2 separate regions of the Mus musculus genome follow, and region 1 is linked to region 2. Evidence: chromatin contacts called from public ChIA-PET data. All regions are on one chromosome and are shown on one strand. Each heading gives the region's core, a stretch centred on a gene start, on an enhancer-like site or on the middle of the called end of the contact. The rest is flanking DNA. Distances are from core to core; before and after follow the strand shown.

Region 1 (4,258 bases), core at 506-3,005, 230 kb before region 2:
GACCAAGTTAACACAGAAGCTAGAAGTCAAAATCACTGCTTGGAATCAAACTAGCAAGGCTGGGTTCTGGAGGCAATGAGACTGCAGTCAGACAGACAGACACAGACAGACAGAGAGAGGCTGCGGAGAGTCCTTTGCACACACTTGGGGCCTTCAGTGCACAGTATCACGCAGCACCACAAGGCCCCCACTGTCCACACATAAAGCCACGCTGTATGTGTCGTAGGTGTCGCAGATTGGGCTGCTCTGGTGTCACGTGACTCTCCATACACCCTCTGGTAACCCCGCCCCGGGCACTGTGCCCCAGCAGAGATAACAGCCTACCCAGTAGAAACGCAGGACTCTGGATCCACTGCTCATAGCCTGGGGAAAATTTACTAGACAGTTAGGAGCTTCCGCTCACCAACTCCGTCCCTCACAGAGCTCACTGTGAGTAACAGCTGGGAAGTGTGGGGAAAGTCAGCATGGTGGCTGGCGGTAAAATGATGTGGGCCTCCCACTCTAGCACTGAGGCACACGGTACATAAATCTGCATCCCTGATGGTCATGTCCCCTGGAACAGCACAGGGAAGGAGCTGGAGCCAGGGACGTCAGCCAGGGAGCCTGGGAGCTGTGGCAGGTCGTCACTAACTGGGGCCTTCTTGCTGAGCACACCACTGACCTCACCCGTTTATGCCTGGGGTTCGTTCCAAGTCCTCCTTGGAGAATGTCAGCTGAGCCCAGCAGCCTCCAGCTCACTCCCCAGCAGAGGCGGGCGGGGGCGAGGAGCCAGGGGCTTCAATGCTCCCTACTCCTCCCCACTGCAGCCGGGCCTGAGAGCCCCTCCAACTTTGACCAGGAGCCGCCTAAGCTCCAAAGACCCTAAGAAGTTAGGCCAGGAAAGAAGGAGGAGAGTGCAGTGCCCGAGGGACCGCAGACAGGGCTACAACCATCGAGGCAGCTGCTCAGGAAGGGAGAAATAACCCTTCCGCACACCTAGCCTCATCTGTGGGACACCAGGTCAACTTGTACAAGCATTTTCCTCCTGGCCCCTAATGAGATTGCAGCTGCTCCCTCCTGTCTGAGCACTGCCAAGCAAAGCAAGGTTCCCCCAGGCACAGACCTGCAGCCTCCCAGATCAGCCCACAGGCAGATGGAGGTCTCCTATACACACCACACCAGTCAAATAAGGAGGAGACAGACAGCTGGCTTGAACACATGCACACTCTAGCACACTCGTGCATGCGCGCACGCGCGCGCGCGCGCGCGCACACACACACACACACACACACACACACACACCAGGTAGTTCCAGGTTTGCCCTCTATAAATGCTGTCCCCACAAGGGCACAAGCATGCCCAGGTAAGAGAGAACTCAGCCAAGAGCTAACCTTGGCCTCGTCTCTGGCCTGATGCACAATCAATCAAGAGGTGCAGTGTTACCCACGGGTGGCCAGCAGTCATCAAGTACTGACATACGTGACAATGTGCTTTTACTGTGGGGGAAAAAAAAACCTCAAGTGGGTTCAAGATGGCACCATAAAGTCTCCTCCATACGTGCCGCAGTGCTGAATGTAAGAGAACTCAAGAGACTTCAGGACCCCACACACACCCTCGGCGTCAGAACTTGAAACAGCCATCTTGGACAGCCAGGTGGAGGCAGAAGAGGCAGCAGGCCAGCGGCCCACAGCATTCCATCATCAACCCTCAAGGACACACTTGCTTCCCTAGAGGAACTGACACCATCCGACCCCCGGGCTCCTCAGACTCTCAGTTTTAGGAAGCCATCTGCTAAGCTCAGAGCTCCAGGAAATGCCGGGGCCCCTTGACAGCTGGTGTCACCACAGACAGTTGGCACCTCCTGAAAAAGAGCCATCCCACGCACAGAGGCTCTCGGACCCTTCCCGGCCTCCTGCCCACAAGCGTGCCTCTCTTACTCACAGGTGACTTGCAAATTCACCAGGAGGCCCTGGTGGGGTGACAGTGCCTCCCACAAAGGAGGGACAGACAGCTCCAGCCTGTCCCTGTCCCACTAGAGGGAAGATCTTCTCCAACTCTCACAGTGGGAAATCTGCCTCTTCCTGGACAGGGAGGAAGCACAAGGTGGCTGCAAAGTCAGACTGGGAAACCACACAGGAAAAAACGGAAAACAGGCTTTCCTGGAACAAAATGTGTTGGGGACCTGTGGGCTCAGCCTGGCTGACAGGGGACCTGTGGGCTCTGCCTGGCTGACAGGGGACCTGTGGGCTCAGCCTGGCTGACAGGGCTCGTATGCAAGGGAAGTAGGATGCAGGAGGAGGAAGCAGAACACAAGCAAGGTCATATGACCAGCCTGCAAGAAGCCCACTGACCCTGAGCTGGAGCCTCAAGCCAAGCACACGCCAGCCCTCGCGGACCCTGACTGGTGGAGTCTGCCCACTGGCTTCAGAGGCAGAGGGAGATCCAAGGCTCCTGCTTGGGTTGGCTCAGCCAGCCTGCCCTCCCAGCTGGCCAGCCCAGGACACCAACAGGGGGTAGAGGAGGGTGGGACCCACCACATCCCCAATTTGGATTTTACTGCAGGAGACAGTCTGGGGCTCAGGGAACCCAACCCAGCAGAAAGAGGACAGATGGTAATAGCAGCGCCTGTCCGAAATGCCCAGAAATATCACACAGGAAGTCCCCAATGTACACACAGGGAACATTCCACAAGCTTGTTTGTGTGTTAGATGATGAACCAGAGAGACAGTCTTCTAAAAGAAGCCGCATTCTGAAGGGGGCAGCCGGGTGACTGACCAGGCAGGCTGTCACCATGTCACCTAAGCCACAGGTGTGTCCGACAGCATGCTCTCCGGAATGAAGTGTGGAAGAGACAGCTCGAATGGGGGTTGGGCTGGGCTGGAATACATCTAGCGCTCCTGAGCCTCCTGCTCTGCCATGTATGGAGCACAGCTAGCTGTCTAGGATTGTCCTGGTAAATGTCCCTAGGACAGATGGGACAACTGTGAGTCCCACAACCTCCTCAAAACTCTGTGAGTCAGAGGCCCAGCAGTTAAGCGGGTGACCTCTGTTAGAACAAAGCTGTCAGCCAGGACTACCATTTCTCCTGCCCGTCTTGGTGCCCAGACAGGAAATGGTCACCACACAAGTCAGTGAGCTGACCCATCACCTGCTCCACTGCCGACCTGTCTGTCTGAGGTAAGTCATTTCTTCTTTACGAAGCGAGGAAGGCTCTGTCTTCTCCTCCTTCGTGCGTACCCCAAACTGTGACACCTGCCTCCCCACAGATGCTACCCCTTGACAGAGGTCCCACTCCAATTTTTGAGACATAACTAGATGACGTCCAAGCTGGGATAAGAGGGGCCCAATCTCCCTGACCGTGAACAAGATTTCCTGTTGCGAATGAGGAAAATTCAAACCCAGACAGAAAGAACAACCGTAACACTGGCCTAGTATCTAGGTCCTCTGCCTAAAGGCACTGTGGGAAGAGAGTAGGGAGGCTCCTACGCTCCCCTGAGGCTCTATGGGTACCATGCTTGGGGAAGGAAAAGATGCTCTTCCACAGTGGAGCCACTGATAAAGTGTCCATGCTCCAGTAAATGACCCCTTCCCGGCGCTCCTGCAAGCAAGCCTAATAGAACTCGTTAGCTCACCGAAAGGATAACAAAGACCAGGAGAAGGTCAGTGGGAGTCAGCAAAAGGGGAGTGTGGGGGGATAAATATAATAAGACGCCATATACACATATAAAATGTCATAGCTAGCTGGGCAGTGGTGGCGCATGCCTTTAATCCCAGCACTTGGGAGGCAGAGGCAGGTGGATTTCTGAGTTTGAGGCCAGCCTGTTCTACAGAGTGAGTTCCAGGACAGCCAGGGCTACACAGAGAAACCCTGTCTCAAAAAAAAAAAAAAAGTCATAGCTAAACATATACTAATAAAACAACAAAAAAACACCAGTGGCTGCTATCCTAAGAGCCAAGGGTAGCACAATATGTGTGTGCACAGGTATGTGCAAGTGTGCCCATGCATGTGCCCGTGTGTGTGGTGAAGCATGCACACAGATCCTTGCAGAGCTGGGCAGAGGCCAGGCCTGAGTCCAGGCTGCTCTAACTGGACATCACAGGTTCGAGTGTGCCTGCACTTGTCCTTGACACTCTGGTCTATGACTCATCACCTCTCTGAGCCTTTCTGCCTTTTTGGTGGATTAGGAATTACACATGGCCGCTGGGCGGCCAGACTTCCTAGATCTCTCAGCAATGGCCTCTGGTTCTCCTCCTTCTACAGGGGGTTCTAGAGGTAGCA
Region 2 (4,599 bases), core at 900-3,399:
ACAACACAGGAGCTAATCCCTCTGGGGAAAGCACAAGGCAAACTTCATGGAGGGGATCTAAGTATTCTAGGACATAACAGCATGGTGGTGAGAGGCAAAAAGGAATTCAGGGGAAGGAGCCACTACAGCTGATACCTGATTAGACAGGGTTGGGGAAATGGCTCTGCTGGTAGAACGTTTGCCTAGACTCACAAGGCCCTGGCTCAGTTCTTGAACCCCTTAAAAACTAGGTTTGGTGGCCTGTGCCTTAAATTCCAGTCCTTGAAATGTGGGAGCAAGGAGATCAGGGATTCAAGGTAACCCCCAGCTGCACAGCTTCGCCGAGAATGTAAAAACAGAGGGTCCCCTTGGGGCTGGAAAGAGAGCTCAGCAGTTACAGATGTTCTTCTGAGGATCCAGGTTCAATTCCCATCACCCATATGGCAGTTTACAACTCTCTGAAATCCCAGAGCCAGACCACCCAATGCCCTTTCCTGTCCTCCCTGAGTACCAGGCATAGATGTGGCACAGGGACATACAACCAAACACCCACAAACTTTTTTTTTTTTTTTTTTTTTTTTTTTGGTTTTTCAAGACAGGGCTTCTCTGTGTAGCCCTGGCTGTCCTGGAACTCACTTTGTAGACCAGGCTGGCCTCGAACTCAGAAATCCGTCTGCCTCTGCCTCCCAAGTGCTGGGATTAAAGGCGTGTGCCACCACGCCCAGCTTTTTTTTTTTTTTTTTTTTTTTTTAAAGAGAGCAAGAAAAAGAAGATCCTCTCAGACACAGCTGTTGTGAGTGGTACGGTGCTGAGCAGAGGTCAAGCACCCACTCACTGCTGCTGACTCGTTTTATTTCATTTATTTTTTTGGGGGGGAGGGCAGTTTACACAGGATCTCATGTAGCCCAGGCTAGCCTTGGCGCCATCTATCCAAAGCTGGACTTGAATTTCTGATCCTTCTGTTCCTGTCTTCCAGTGTTCTGACTCCCTCCTGGAGCCTCCTGGGGATCAAATATGCAGCCTCTGGCCTCACTCATACCAAGCAAATGCTCTACTGACTGAGGGGTAGCCCAGTATTTTGTTATTTTTATTTATTTATTTATTATGTGGGTACGATTAGTCATAAATGCCAGAGGAGACACATCTTAGGATCACTTTCTTAAGATACGTCTTCCTTTGTATAAATAAATCCTCAGCCAAGAAACTTTGCCCAAATGGACATTCTATCCGAGGAAGCAGCCTCACCTGTACACACTGGGCATCCACCCACATTCCAGATCTTGAGGTCCCCACTGCCTGGCAGACAGGCTCTACCTCCTGGATACGCGATCCCTTTCCCGAATTTCTCCTTCAATCATTAGGCTATCAGTATGTATACGGTCTCCTAGGGCAGTACCAGCTACACAGGGGCTACAGTACGAAATAAGCATGTAGTGTCATGTTATAAAATTCGGAATTTAACCCGGTGTGATGGCGCATGGGGGAGGCGCCAAGAAGAAATGCGAACTTTAGATCATCCTGGGGCTACTTAGGGAGACGATGCTAAGGTAGGGTGGGGAGGACACGGGCAGAAAAAACGAAAAAGAAAGAAAACAGGGTTCAGTGGCAGAACGTAGAACTTGCCTCTCAAGCCCAGGGCCTCCTCAGACACACGCACTTACTTACAAACTTCAGGAATGTGACAGCAGAGCTTCGAACCAAGCCCTACGAGACCCTGAGTGCAACTGCATCGATGGCTCACCCTTGCTAAGCTCGAGGCCACCTGTCAAAGGCCATAAATCGTGCGGACCCCGGGTGGGTGGGGGGAGATGGTGGAAATGGGCGGCACCTGGGGCGGCAGCTCCCAGCCTTCTAGAACCTGCGATTCCAGAACACACCCTGCGCTAACCTCAGTGGGGCCCCCGAGAGGAAAATGCCCGCCCTCACCTCCTTCCAGACTGCTGGGTGGTCCGGGAGCCAGCCACTCGACCCGGGGCTCCGCCTTCAGGGTGTGTGGGCCTCCGCACGCGTGCCGCGCATCGCCCGGGCAACCGACGCTGTGCGCGGTGCATTGTGGTCTGCAACAAAACGCGGGGGAAAGATCCTGAGGGAACCATTGAATCCGCTAGCCAATCGGGAGAGGCTGGCGGTAGCGGATGGCCAATAGCGACGCGGGCCGGGGGCGGGGCCGCGGGCGCAGGGCGGGGCCTAGGGATTAGGCGGCGGCGGCTGGCGTGGGGCAGCTTAGATGCGCCACGGCTTCGGTAGCGACCGGCTGTCTTCTGCTGCTTGAGCGGCGCCCGCACCTTCCCTAGGAGCTCGCAGCAGCCGGCTGGCCTCTGCTCCACGGTGAGACCGGGCTCGGGTCCTCCCCGTCCCCCCTACCTCGGGCCTGCGGTGCGGACCTCGGGAGCTGCCCCTCGGAAGCGGGTGGGGGCGTCGTCCTCAAGGGGGGCGCCGGTCGGGAGGGCAGCGAGCGCGGCCCGCACCCGACCCCTCTCCCTCTTCCCTGCGCTTCGTCACCACACAGGTAACCATGTGCGACCGGAAGGCGGTGATCAAAAATGCAGACATGTCGGAAGAGATGCAACAGGACTCGGTGGAGTGCGCTACCCAGGCGTTGGAGAAGTACAACATCGAGAAGGATATTGCGGCCCATATCAAGAAGGTGAGGACCCGGCGCCGCGTAGTTCCTACTCCCCGATTCTGCGTCCTCTGGGCGCCTGGCAGTTTCCCTGTAGCACTCAGGGCGGCTCGGGATGGATAGTTCTAGAAAGGACGCAAGGGTTTCGCGTTCCTCTGGGGAAGACCAGACCCTCAACGCCAGAAGTTTTTTTTTTTTTTTTAAACCCCCAGCTCCTTGGGGGAAAGCGCCACCTAGCAACGGTTTCCAAGATCAGGGAGTTGCGAGCAGTTCCCCCTGCTGTAGAATTCCTGCGCCGAGGATCCATCTGGGTGTTCCGGGAGGGGGGGGGGTTGCGCCTGCCTGCGTGGGTGTTTCCAGCCGGGCTAGGAGGAGATCTTGCCAGCCTTCTAGTCGGGAGTTAGTCGACAGTTCAGGGAAAGTGGGTGGCAGTGGTGGTTTGGGGGGCTTGGGTGGAGGCTTGGTAAATGGCAGTTTTGTAGAAAGCTGGCGCAAGACTGCCAACTTCTCAAGCTATGTTTGCTGGAAGGAAACTGGAAGCCGAAGCCGTGGGAGGGTTCCAGTGGAGAACGGGAGGATGAAAGACTCACATGGAACAAAAATGAATACTTTTTTTTTTTTTTTGGTTTCTCTGTGTAGCCCTGGCTGTCCTGGAACTCACTTTGTAGACCAGGCTGGCCTCGAACTCAGAAATCCGCCTGCCTCTGCCTCCCAAGTGCTGGGACTAAAGGCGTGCGAGACCACGCCCGGCTTGAATATCTTTTTTTGACAAATGCAGCAGTATGTGCGTCTGGATTGTAAGAGAGACATTCTGCTTAATAAATGAGGTTTTCATACCGATTGCCCGATAAGATAGTAGGAGCCCTAAAGAATTTTACATCATCTCTGGCCCTGGTTCTATCCAACTAGTGAAGAAATGAACACATTGCTAGTTTTAATGTCCATGGGATGGGAGAATCAGGTAGCAGATGCTCTCTAACTTGCTAATTTTTAAGACTGGGTAGATGTGGAGGAGAGCGATTTTAAAAGATAAAGTCCTGGCATTTAACTGTCAGGTTCTGTTGCATTTTTCAGCCTGGCTTGATTTATGTGGTAATTGAGACTTTGTCCTTTGGTCTTTGGGGGGGGGGGTGGTGGTTGTCTTCCTGATTTGGGGTGCATGGCAAATACAGTGGTGGAGCCTGATGAACTGCAAATGCTGATGTCATCTACCTCCATCGAATTGCTGGAGTCAGAGGTGAGGTGCAGATGATGGGTCTTTTAACCCCCCAGCACTAGGAAGGCAGAGGCAGGCAGATCTCTTTGATTTTTGAGACCAAACCAGTTCTAGTGCGGTCAGGACTACAGAGAGACCCTGTCTTTAGAAAACAAAACAAAACAAAAAAATCAAAGTAGTCCAGAAGTGCCCTCATTGAAACAGAACTGTCCTTGAAAATGACCTTCTACCTTTGATCTTCTTAGCTCCCATTCTCAGTTTACCTCAGACTGCAAGCACGTTGCATTAGGTAGATGATTTAAAGCCAGGGAACATTCTCTTAAGAATTTGCTGGGGCTGTGGTGAGCGCTTGCCTGCATGCCCATGCCCTGGATTCAGTCCCAGTGTGGAGACAATTACAGATGCCAGGATTGCCCTTTCTGGTCCTACAGGCTCTGGAAAGTGAATCCTCCAGGTGTACCACTAAATTTCTGTTTCTTCTTCCTAGGAGTTTGACAAGAAGTACAACCCTACCTGGCACTGCATTGTGGGCCGAAACTTCGGTAGTTATGTGACACATGAAACCAAACACTTCATCTACTTCTACCTGGGTCAGGTGGCCATTCTTCTGTTCAAATCTGGTTAAAAGCATGGACTGTGCCAAACACCCAGTGATCCATCCAAAAACAAGGACTGCATCCAAATTCCAAATACCAGAGACTGAATCTTCAGCCTTGCTAAGGGAACACCTCGTTTGAATCTGTTGTGTTGTGTACAGGGCTTCATTCTCTGTACAAGTCTG

Evidence for each region. ChIA-PET counts read pairs in DNA pulled down with a chosen protein or histone mark.
Region 1: an RNA polymerase II ChIA-PET map of memory CD8 T cells shows a contact between it and region 2, with 7 read pairs. The contact joins the enhancer-like site here to the promoter of Dynll1 in region 2. A contact is called at or near these places in 2 of 39 promoter capture datasets (embryonic stem cells and neural stem cells), 1 of 484 Hi-C or Micro-C datasets (B cells), 4 of 115 datasets of contacts at active chromatin or transcription factors (embryonic stem cells, memory CD8 T cells and pancreatic cancer cells) and 3 of 9 other capture datasets (adipose tissue, liver and pancreatic islet).

Annotation. Positions count from the first base shown.
Region 1 is chr5:115,528,183-115,532,440 of GRCm38.p6, reverse strand. The region is part of intron 1 of Pxn (paxillin); the gene reads right to left. Among named protein-coding and RNA genes, the nearest start is that of Gm13840, 19 kb to the right of the region's middle. Within about 2 kb of position 1,755, at least 207 of the 459 cell types and tissues checked have an H3K27ac peak or open chromatin away from gene starts, as enhancers often do. A contact at or near this core is called in adipose tissue, liver, memory CD8 T cells and 1 more, where this site is marked.
Region 2 is chr5:115,298,540-115,303,138 of GRCm38.p6, reverse strand. Dynll1 (dynein light chain LC8-type 1) reads left to right here and starts at 2,149. Exons shown (of 3, transcript NM_019682.4): 1 at 2,149-2,307; 2 at 2,489-2,626; 3 at 4,306-4,599. The coding sequence starts at 2,495. The coding sequence ends at 4,443. It overlaps Gm13830 (predicted gene 13830), which reads right to left and starts at 2,019. Exons shown (of 2, transcript NR_131932.1): 1 at 1,906-2,019.